Regions from separate parts of the Anas platyrhynchos genome. Here regions 1 and 2 are each linked to region 3. Evidence: chromatin contacts called from public Hi-C data. All regions are on one chromosome and are shown on one strand. The core of a region is the stretch at or near the end of the contact, and the rest is flanking DNA. Distances in the headings are between cores, read along the strand shown.

What was found. Hi-C and Micro-C count contacts between places; a contact is called where the count stands out from the background.
Region 1: a Hi-C map of F1 follicle shows a contact between it and region 3, with 2.2 times the contacts expected there. The contact joins the promoter of CIPC here to the promoter of VASH1 in region 3. A contact is called at or near these places in 4 of 8 Hi-C or Micro-C datasets (F1 follicle, liver, skeletal muscle and 1 more).
Region 2: a contact with region 3 is called in a Hi-C map of liver, with 2.4 times the contacts expected there. The contact joins the promoter of IRF2BPL here to the promoter of VASH1 in region 3. A contact is called at or near these places in 2 of 8 Hi-C or Micro-C datasets (liver and skeletal muscle).

What each region holds. Positions count from the first base shown.
Region 1 is chr5:23,241,135-23,244,414 of IASCAAS_PekinDuck_T2T, forward strand. CIPC (CLOCK interacting pacemaker) reads right to left here and starts at 1,591. Exons shown (of 5, transcript XM_038180031.2): 1 at 1,454-1,591; 2 at 388-508.
Region 2 is chr5:23,290,555-23,294,136 of IASCAAS_PekinDuck_T2T, forward strand. It overlaps IRF2BPL (interferon regulatory factor 2 binding protein like), which reads left to right and starts at 1,369. Exons shown (of 1, transcript XM_038180056.2): 1 at 1,369-3,582. The coding sequence starts at 2,151. LOC140002598 (a long non-coding RNA gene) reads left to right here. Exons shown (of 2, transcript XR_011809592.1): 2 at 1-111.
Region 3 is chr5:23,440,932-23,444,555 of IASCAAS_PekinDuck_T2T, forward strand. VASH1 (vasohibin 1) reads right to left here and starts at 1,900. Exons shown (of 7, transcript XM_027458440.3): 1 at 1,362-1,900. The coding sequence starts at 1,649.

The DNA.
Region 1 (3,280 bases), core at 341-2,840, 200 kb before region 3:
CCCATAAAAACGTAGTTATGTTATGACCTTCTATACCACATATTCATTGAAGCGTTCAGCTGCTTTCTAAAGGTAGGCAGGCTTTATTAAGTCAAAAAGTTCCTGCTTCTCATAAAAGGAAGCTGAGACTGGCTAACAGAAAAGTGACAGGATGAAATGCAGAAATTGTCTAATAATATTTGTAGAAATTATGTTCCTATGAAGCAACCCTTTCAAGTTGTGTCTCACATTAGAGCTGTGTATTTAAAATCACAAATACAGGAACTCAGGAGACCACACAGTGGTCAGATCAGCAGCCCATTAACTGCAGTATCCACTGATAACTATGTCAAATGACGCTGCAGCAGATGCATTCTGGAACAAACTATGCTGAAACGCAGATTTCACCTTAAATCCTGACAGCTGGTTGTCAGAATTCTGCTCTAAGTTCTTGATCCTGGGCACCTCCAGTGATGAACTCTGTACATTAGATAACTGTGCTGAGATGCTAGGGCGACCACCTACAAAACTACAAGCAAGACAGAAAAATGCTCAACAGAACAGAACAGAACTTCTTCAGTAGCCTTCTGCCTCATCTTTCTGTCTTCAGTCCCACCTGCTGACCTGCTAACAGATAGAGGACAGACATAACTACATAAAAGCAACCCAGATACCACCCCTCCTCTGGGACCCTTAACAGAATCTTCTAATGAAGTCTTGTCAAGGGATTCTGATCAGGTAACCCAATAAGAAAAGCATGTATTTTTATCAGAGAGGAAAAAAACGCTGGCACTGCAAGGTAAATATCAATATCTATGTCTTAATCAGTACGAATTTTAACTGGATTAAAAAATATTAAGCATAAATCCTGCTCCACTGTCTCTTCCACTAACAGAACAGCTCAGCTGAGTGCTCATGGCACAAACAAGTTTAAAGGGAAGATGATGGTTAAGTCCTGGCCCACGCTTCTATCGCTTACCCCCTCCAAAACAAAAGCATTTCTCTTAAGGAAACGATACGTATGGATGTTAATCCCCAAAAATCAGAACTGGACATGGAACGAGGGCTAGGCACGAGCTTAATGTGCACACCCCAGCTGCTGGCCTCACATCACAGGGTCACCGAGCACCCTGAGCAGGCAGGGACCGCGGGGCTCACTGCCCCAACCCCTGTGCCACAGAGGAGTACCCACACATCGAGCCCTGCCCCTGGCGCTCAGGGACCTCCTGCCCGACCCGCCCTGAGCCTGTCCCAGCGCCCGACCCTGGCTGCGGACCCTCTCCCCAACACCCGGCCCTGCCCCGTCCCGGCTCCACACCGCTCCCCCGGCACCCGGCACAGCAAGAGCCGCCGCATTTATTTCTCCTCCCTTCCTGAGAGCCTCCCCCGGGCCCTCCATCGCCGCCAGCCCCTCAGAGCCCCTCAGGGCCCCCCCCGAGCTCCGCGGCCGCCCCCGGGCCGCGCCGCCCCTCACCTGCCCGCGGGCCGCCTCAGCGCCGCCCGCTCCGCGCATGCGCGGCGCCGCCACCACCATGGCGGTCCCACCGCCCCGCCGCGCGCCTGCGCAGCGCCGCTGCCTGCCCCCCGCTAATGGCGGGAGGTGTCATGGCGGCGCCGCCTGAGGGGAGAAGGCGGGAAGGCGCGAAGGGGTGCGGCTGTAGGGGCACAGACGGCCCTCGGGTCTGTCATGGGAAGGGCTAGCCCGATTTGAAAGTCTTGTGGGGAGCTGCCTCACCGTCAGGGAGGTGGCGGGGAACTTTAGCTGGCTCTGTGCTTAGGGGGGCAGGCAGGTGAGCAGGGTGAGGAATTTGGGGTGCTGCTGGAGTTCCCAAGTGCTGTGTAAAAAGTGCAGTTCAGCGCCCTCACAGGAGTCCAGGCTGCTCTAGAACCTGTCATACCTCAGGAGTGGGAGGGTAACAAAAGCCACACACTAACAGCCACGTACAAAGTGAGGGAGGCAGCATCAAAGGTCCAAAGGCTTTAAGCTTGTCATCTCCAAGAGGAAAAACTGCAAATGGAGGAGCTGTCACGAGCAAATGGGGAGTAAAGGATACCCTTATTCTTCTACACAATAGGTAAATACAAGATAGTGAAAGGAGTGTTTGGATCTGCTTTCCATGAACTGCAGAAAAGCAAGGGCAAATAAATAGGTGGAAATGGATCTTTTGGATCAATGAATACAGCAAGAATAGCTATTCTTGTTCTAAGAACTCCATAAACACTGCCAGCACCCAGAAGTCTGTCAGAATGTTTTGCGTTTGGAGATGAAAAGCAACTTCATGAGAGAAAATGTAAAAGGGGTGTGTAGAAGGGCTGAGCAGCAACAATGATGTCCCTGAATAGAATCAGAGAATCAGAATACCCCAAGTTGGAAGGGACCCACAAGGATCATCGAGTCCGACTCCTGGCACCATACAGGTATACCCAAAAATTCAGACCATATGACTAAGTCCACAGCCCAAATGCTACTTAAACTCTGACAGGCTTGGTGCCGTGACTGTGTCCCTGGAGAGCTTGTTCCAGTGTGCAACAACCCCCAGTGAAGAACCTTCTCTTGATATCCAGCCTGAACCTCCCCTGTCACAGCTTTACACCATTCCTATGGGCCCCATTGCTGGTCACTAAAGAGAATAGATCAGTGCCTGCCCCTCCGCTCCCCCTCGTGAAGAAGCTGTAGACCACGATGAGGTCTCTCCTTAGCCTCCTCTTCTCCAGGCTGAACAGGCCCAGTGCCCTCAGCCACTCCAGCTACCATCTTAGTAGCCCTTCTCTGGACACTGTCCAGCAGTTTCATGTCCTTTTTGTACTGTGGTACCCAGAACTTCACACAGTGCTCGAGGTGAGGCCGCACCAGAGCAGAGCAGGACAATCACCTCCCTCGACTGACTAGCAATGCTGTGCTTGATGCACCCCAGGCTACAGTTGGCCCTCCTGGCTGCCAGTCCACACTGGTGGAATAAGCAGGTGAAAGTGGATCTTCTGCATCAATGAATACAGCAAGAATGGCTGTTCATGTTCTAAGAACTCCATAAACACTGCCAGCACCCAAAAGTCTGTCAGAATGTTTTGCATTTGGAGATGAAATGCAGTTTCATGAGAGAAAACAGAAAAGGGATGTGTAGAAGGGCTGAACAACAACAATGATTTCCCTGAAAAGCAATATATGAAAGAAATACTTTGTTACAATGGTCTTGTTTAAAAAAAAAAAAAAAAAAAAAAAGGAAACGTGCTTCTTTCAAAGATCAACATGATCTAATAATCACTGATTGGAAAAGAAAAGGACCTTTAATCTCAGCACAGC
Region 2 (3,582 bases), core at 119-2,618, 150 kb before region 3:
TACGTGCCCGGGACCAAAGTTTAAATCGAGGTTTAATCATTACGGAAAAACAAACATATTTCCACGACTGTGTATCCTGCAAGTAAAAGTAAAGGCAGCTTGGTCGGGTCACAGATGCTAATCTCTGCTCTTTCTCTATTCACAAACTATAAAGGGAGTTGACAGCACCTGTAAATGGTTTGCTGAGGCTAGATTATATCTAAGGTGATTATTATTTACACCCACTATAAAGACTGCTCTTGTGAGCCAAGAAGTCTGTTCCTGGGAGGTGAGTGTTACCAAAAAAGGCCTTTCTTGCAGGAGGGTTCAGTGGAGCGAGGAGCCAGGGCGAGGGGCGGCCGGAGCACACCGAGCTCCTTGTTGTTTGTGCTGGGTTTGAGCAGCCCACGGAGCGAAAGGCAGGCGGGATGTTCTGCGAGCCCGCAATCCTGGCGTTCAGGACGCAGCCCCGGCTCTCGCAACCTGAGTTTTTAGCGCAGGGCCGACCTTTTCCACAGCCCACTTCTGCTTCTCCCATGCAGCTCGAGGCGGGGCAGTGCGAGGAGCTGACCGCAGCGAGCATGTGCCCGCTCGCTCAGCTCAAGCCACCCCGGCACAGCAACCCCACGGCCGCGGCTGGGGCGCAGCGGCTGGCAGCGAAGGCGTTTCCTTGCCCGGAGGCGCCTCCGCGATGCCCGCAGCCGTGGCGGCGCTGCGAAATCCCCCCCCCTCCGCTCCTCTTCCTCCCCCAGGGCTCGCTCCCAGCCCGCTCTCCCCGTGCTCGCCGCTTCCCCTGCAACCTTCGGGGGTTTCGCCATCCCCCGGGGGTGCTGCGGGGCCGCCACCGCCGGAGCCCCCCGGGGGGCGCCGCAGCCGGCAGCGGGGGCGCGGCGCAGGCGCTGCGCTGGGGAGGAGGCGGCGGCGGCGCGCACACGCCGTGCACGGAGCGCGCGGCCCCGCGGCAGCTCGGGGGCGCGCCCGTGACGCAAAGGCAGCCCCGTGCCAGGCCGGGCCGCCCCGCAGGGCGGCGGCTGCGGCTGTTGGGGGGGGGGGGGGGGAGGAAGAGGAGGAGGGGGAGGAAGGCTGCGCCTTTTGTTTTTGGAGCGGGGCTGCCGGGGGGGGGGGTTAAAGGAGCCATTTAAAGGAGGAGGAGTGGGGGGGGAAGGGAGGAAGGCGTGTGCGCGCACAGCGCCGGGGAAACCCAGTGTCCCCCCGCCGCTCAGACACACCCCGCCCGGCCGGGGGGGGGACACCAACACCCCCCCCCCCCCATACACACACACACACACACACACAGCACGCCGCCGGGCCGTGCACGTGCTGCCCGGGCACGGAGAGGCGGGGGCGCGCCCGGCGGGCACGCGCCCCGCGCAACAAGTGGGGCCGGGGGGGAAGGGAGCGGGGGGCGGGCGCTCGGCGCTGACGCGGGGGGCCCCGCCCGGGTTCAGCCGAGCCGAGCCGAGCCGGGAGAGCGGCGGGGAGGAGGAGGAGGAGGAGGAGGAGGAAGGGGGGAGGAGGAGGGCGGCGCGGGGGGAGCGCGGCGCGGAGGAGGGGGCGCGCAGGGCAGGCACACGCGGCGGCGCGCAGCAGCAGCACCCCGCGCTCGGACCGCGAGCAGCGGCGAGGATGTGAGTGCGGAGCAGGCGGCGCCGCCCGGCACGCTGCTGCCGCCGCTGCCCCCCGGCCGCCCCCGCTCCGGGTCGCCGCTCAGGACCAGGAGGAGCCGCCCCAGCCCCGCCGAGCCGCAGCAGAAGCAGCAGCAGCAGCAGCGGCGGCGGCGCTCGGCAGCCGGCGGACCGCGAGCGAGCCGGGCAGCCGCGGCGGGTGGAAGGTGACCCCCCCCCCGCCTCCCTCCGCCTCCTCCCGGAGGAGGAGCAGCGGCGGCGGAGAGCTAGAGAGCGCAGGGAAGCGGCTGCTCGGAGGAAGAAGGCGCCCCCCAGCCCAGCCCGGCCCCCCGGAGGAGCCGGCCGAGCCCTTCCCCAGCCCGGCGGCGGGACCCGGCGGGAGCCGCTTCAGGAGCGGGCGAGCCCCCCGCCGCCCCTCGCAGCGCCGCCGGGAGCACCGGGAGCAGGTACGGAGCCCCCCCCCTCCCGCCGCAGCAGCCCGGGGGGGACGAGCCAGCCAGCCCCTTCGCCGGCGGCAGCGGCAGCAGCGCCCCGGCCAGCGGCACCATGTCCGCCGCGCAGGTGTCGTCGTCCCGGCGGCAGTCGTGCTACCTGTGCGACCTGCCCCGCATGCCCTGGGCCATGATCTGGGACTTCACCGAGCCCGTGTGCCGGGGCTGCGTCAACTACGAGGGCGCCGATCGCATCGAGTTCGTCATCGAGACGGCCCGGCAGCTCAAGCGGGCGCACGGCTGCTTCCAGGACGGGCGCTCCCCGGGGCCCCCGCCGCCGGTGGGCGTCAAGGCAGTGCCCCTCTCCGCCAAGGAAGCGGCGGCGGCGGCGGCCCAGCAGCAGCTCAACCATGTGGACGCCTCCTCCAAAGCGGCCTCGGCGGGGCTCGCCCAGTCCAGCCTGGATCGCTACGGGCTCAGCGCCGCGGCGGCCGAGCAGCGCAGCCGCTTCGAGTACCCGCCGCCACCCGGCAGCCTGGGCGGCAGCCACGGAGCCCGGCTGCCCAACGGGCTGGGGGGCCCCAATGGCTTCCCCAAACCTCCCGAGGACGGGCCCCCGGAGCTCAACCGGCAGAGCCCCAACTCCTCGTCGTCGTCCTCCTCCTCCCGCCGCGGCACGCACGGTGGGCTGGTGTCTGGCCTGCCCCCGGGGGCTGCGGGTGCCCAGCTGAACGTGCCCCCCAACCTGCTGCCGCAGACCCTGCTCAACGGGCCCGCCGCCTCCGGCGTGGCGCTGCCCCCACCGCACGGGGGTCTGGGTGGCCGTGGCGGTGGCGGGCCCCCGGCCCCCTCCGCTTCCTCCCAAGGGGGCACCTGCGGCGGGGGCAGTGGCGGTGCCGGGGGTGGCGGTGGCTCCTCGTCGGAGGCCTGTGGCAAGCGGCCGGGCTCGGTGTCCAGCAGCGACCAAGAGCGGGAGCTGAAGGAGAAGCAGCGCAATGCCGAGGCGCTGGCTGAGCTGAGCGAGAGCCTGAGGAACCGGGCTGAGGAGTGGGCCAGCAAGCCCAAGATCGTGCGGGACACGCTGCTGACGCTGGCCGGCTGCACCCCCTACGAGGTGCGCTTCAAGAAGGATCACGCCCTGCTCGGCCGTGTCTTCGCCTTCGACGCCGTCTCCAAGCCAGGCATGGACTATGAGCTGAAGCTCTTCATCGAGTACCCCAGCGGCTCCGGCACCGTCTTCTCCAGTGCTTCTGGCGTGGCCAAGCAGATGTACCAGGACTGCATGAAGGACTTCGGCCGCGGCCTCTCCTCGGGCTTCAAGTACCTGGAGTACGAGAAGAAGCACGGCTCTGGAGACTGGCGGCTGCTGGGGGACCTGCTGCCCGAGTCGGTGCGCTTCTTCAAGGAGCTGGTGGGTGCAGACATGCTGCCGCAGCCCTACCTGGACGCCAGCTGCCCCATGCTGCCCACGGCCCTGGTGAGCCTCCCGCGACCGGGGACTGGGGCTGGCGGGGCTCAGGGCACAGCCGCTGCCTCCAGGGGCCCTG
Region 3 (3,624 bases), core at 650-3,149:
GTAAAAATACACCCCTAGAGGGGGAAAGGAGCTAGGATAACAGCTCGTTCATCCTAGCTGTTTCCTGCATCCCAGCATCCTCTCATCTGTACGCCTGGTGAGCTCGGGCATGGCATCTCAGATTGCAGAGCACCGACGAGAGTTTATAGATCTGTTTCCCAGGGGTGCTAGCAGACACACACACACAAATGGACAGACTAATGTCATGTTATTCCAGAGGAGCTCGTACTGCTTATGTCCCCTAACCGTAACCATCTGGCACTAAGACTGTATAAGACAGCTACGTGAGAACAAAAGCAGAAGTACTTCGCATTAAGACCCAAGGCAGAGACTGAACACAGTACTTCCCTCCCCTCATGCACCATTCTGTTGCTTGTGAGCTTCTTTCTTCCCTTTCCCCTACCAAACCAGACCTCTTGGTCAGGAAATTAAGAACTGCATGTTCTGACTGATCAGAAACATGCTTTCAACCTTCGCCCAGGCTCAGGACAGTCTGAGGAGAAGAAGGAAATGTGAAAGGGAAAGCAAAGTCTTGTGGGGTTAGAAGAGGGACCATAATCTGGATTCAGGATTTGTTCTGGGTGCTGCCACATAACTGCACGGCACAAAGGAGCTCAGATCACACACTGCTCCAGAGTTCCTCGTGGAGAGTGGTGCTGATTGCCTGTGCACTGTATAACACCACGGTTTCGCTTACTTCAATTTTCCATCCCAAGGAATTAAGTCCTTGCAATAGGAAGCCTGAGCAGAAAACCCTTCATCCTTTTGTATTTGAATTTCCCCTAACAGCATGATGGGAACACTCCCCTAGTTGGTCAATGGAGTGACACACCAAGTGTTTGCAGTGCCTTTTGTTCACAGGATGCCAAAGGAAAGGGGAGCTTTTTCTCCAGCTGAGGTGCAACAGCAGACAGCAGCTATGGCCAGGGTTCGGTTCACATGTGAATGATTCAGTCCAGCACAAGGTTAAGCGAAACGATCATCGGTTCCTCTTTCCACAGAGCGCTCTGCAGCAAGGCCAGGGATGCACTCAGAAACCCCAGCTGGCCCTACACCAGCAACAGGCTCTGTGTTAGATGACTCCTCTTACAACTCCTGGGCATCAGGGGTCCCTTCTCCCACCGGCACGGCTCTGTGCAAGAATCCCTCATGCAGACGGACCCAAACCCGGCTTCTTCTGCTTCAGCGCCTCACCTGGCTTCTCACCCCAACTCTCTGGCCTCCAGCCTCACTCCCTCACCCCCCATCACCCACCCGGCCCCCAGGGACCCTGCCCCGAGCCTCCGCTCCCTCTGTACGCCCTGCGGGGCCCGGGCCGGGCCGGGCAGCGCCTTGTGGGGGGGGTCCCCGCGGGCTCTCACCTTGGGCAGGTCGGAGGCACCGCGGATCCTCTGCGCCACCCGCTCGCCCTCGGGGTGGATCCTGGCCACATGCCGCCACATCCGCTCCCAGGTGGGCTCGTCCACCGGCAGCCCGCCGCGGTTGACGAAGAAGGGCACGCCGCCGTCGCGCAGATCCTCCTCGCCTTCCTCCTCCTGCTCCTCCTCCCGAGCCGGAGCCGGAGCCGGAGCCGGAGCCGGAGCCGCCGCCGCCGCTTCGCCGCCCGGGGGGCGCCTGGCGGCGGCCCCGCCGCCCCCCGGCATCGGCATCGCCGCCCGCTCTCAGCGCCCGCCGCCCGCCGCCGGGCCCCCGGGGGCCTCGCCCCGCATGGCCCGGCCGCGGAACCGGGGCCGGCAGCTCCCCCGGGGCAGCCTCACGCCGAGGGGGCTCGCATCGGGCCGCAACGGGGCTGGGGGCGGAGGGGGCCGGGCCTGCCGCCGGGGCTGCCCCCGCCGCGCCGCCTCCCGAACGCTCCGCGGGGCGGGCGGAGACAGCGGCCGCCCCCCCGGCCGGGGCTGCTGCTGCCGCTGCTGCTGCTGCTGCATGCGGGGTAACAAAGCCGCCGCGCCCCGGAGGGGCCGGGCAGGGACCGGCCCCGCTCCGCCCAGCCCCGCTCCGCCCAGCCCCGGCGGCTTGCGGGGCCCGCCGGGCTCCCGCTGCTGCTGCCTCCCGGGGTGATAAGGCCGGGCCCGGCTGGGCCGGGAGATAACGGGCGGCGATGGAGCAAGCAAAAAGAAAAAAACCAGGTGTTTTGGTCTGCTTTCACAGCCTGGTTGCAGCCCTCCCGCGGTGTGGCAAAACATAGCTCAGAGTGGGCTCAGCAAAATGCAGGTCTGGGAGCCCCTCCGCACCCCGCATGCTGCCAGCACCACGCTGGCCTCTCACAGACCCCATGGGCACGGGCAGGGCTGCTGGCCATGTTTCCTCCCCGCCCGTGTCATATGAACGTCCCAGATGTCATTAATGCGTTTATGGGAGCTCTAGCATAAAGGTATTTCCTAACTTGGACGCCAAGTGAAAGAGGCACATACCCAGCAACGTGTCAGCTGTTGAGGAACCTGCTAAAGGGCATCCTGAAATGTTGCCTTCAGCAAGCCACACAAAGGGCTGTTGTTTGGCAGCAGGGCAGGGGATGAAGGAAACACATCCTGGGGATGGTTGCTGTGGGATCTGCAGTCCTGAGAACTGGGAATAACCTTTATGGAGACTGCCAGAGGATTTCGGAGTGAAATGCCACTTTTCCTGTAATGTTCTGCAGGCAGATGTTCACATGAGATTATTTCTGAGGGCACAATACTTGAATGCAGCATCTGTTTTCAACTCAACATTGCCCAAATTGCCAAAAAGTGAATTTTCTCTCAGGAAAATTAAGCTAAATGCATGCCCCTTCTTCTTCCTTTCTCCAGCCTCCAAAAAAGGCTACCAGTAGTGCTTCATGCAACCTACACTGACTTCCATAATACTTAGCCCATACTTCTCTGAGTGAGGATTTTCTGTTGTGTGGGGACTTCGAGCAGTGCTGATCAATCATTTCTGTAAGATTTCTAGTGTCACAGTTGTCTTTGCCTCTTACCTGTGTGCAAGTGGGGACTGGTGGAAGTTGACTCCTTATATGGAGAGGCAGCAGAGCCTGTGGCAGCAGCCACTACAGCCCCTGAGCAGACATGGTTGGTCCAACCAGTTCACTATGCCTGTTCCACGATCCCTTCTTCCCCTAGCTCCTCTCCAAACGCAGGACCAGAAGTGTGCCCAGCATGAGATGGCGGCTTAGTGCCATACTGGGGGACAGCACCGTTTTTTTCGTGGAGTGGCAGGTGTAGTTGCAGTGACAGCACGAGGGAAAGGACAATGCAAAGCTTTTAAGTGCTTCTGTTGGAGCTGTGTTGCCTCCCCTGGCTTAAATTTAAGTACAGCTGCCATAGAAGCAAGGATGTTGGCTTCAGTTTTGAACTCCGTCACTAATTCATGGTTGGTCATTCTCATTGCCTTCTGTGCTTCAGCTTTTCCCTCTATCAGAGGGAAATGCTGATAACCCTGACTTGCATCCAGAGATATATATATTTTGAAGATTAGTTAGCATTTGTGGCCCAGTAAGAATGATTCTTTTCTAAGAATTAAAGTGATGTGCTATAATAGAAGTGAAATACTATCCATGTATCTTTAATGCCTTGAAATGCACACTCAGAGGAAGTGTAGCTGATAATCTCCAGCAAGCCTCAAAATAAGGCTGATCAGGGGATTCTT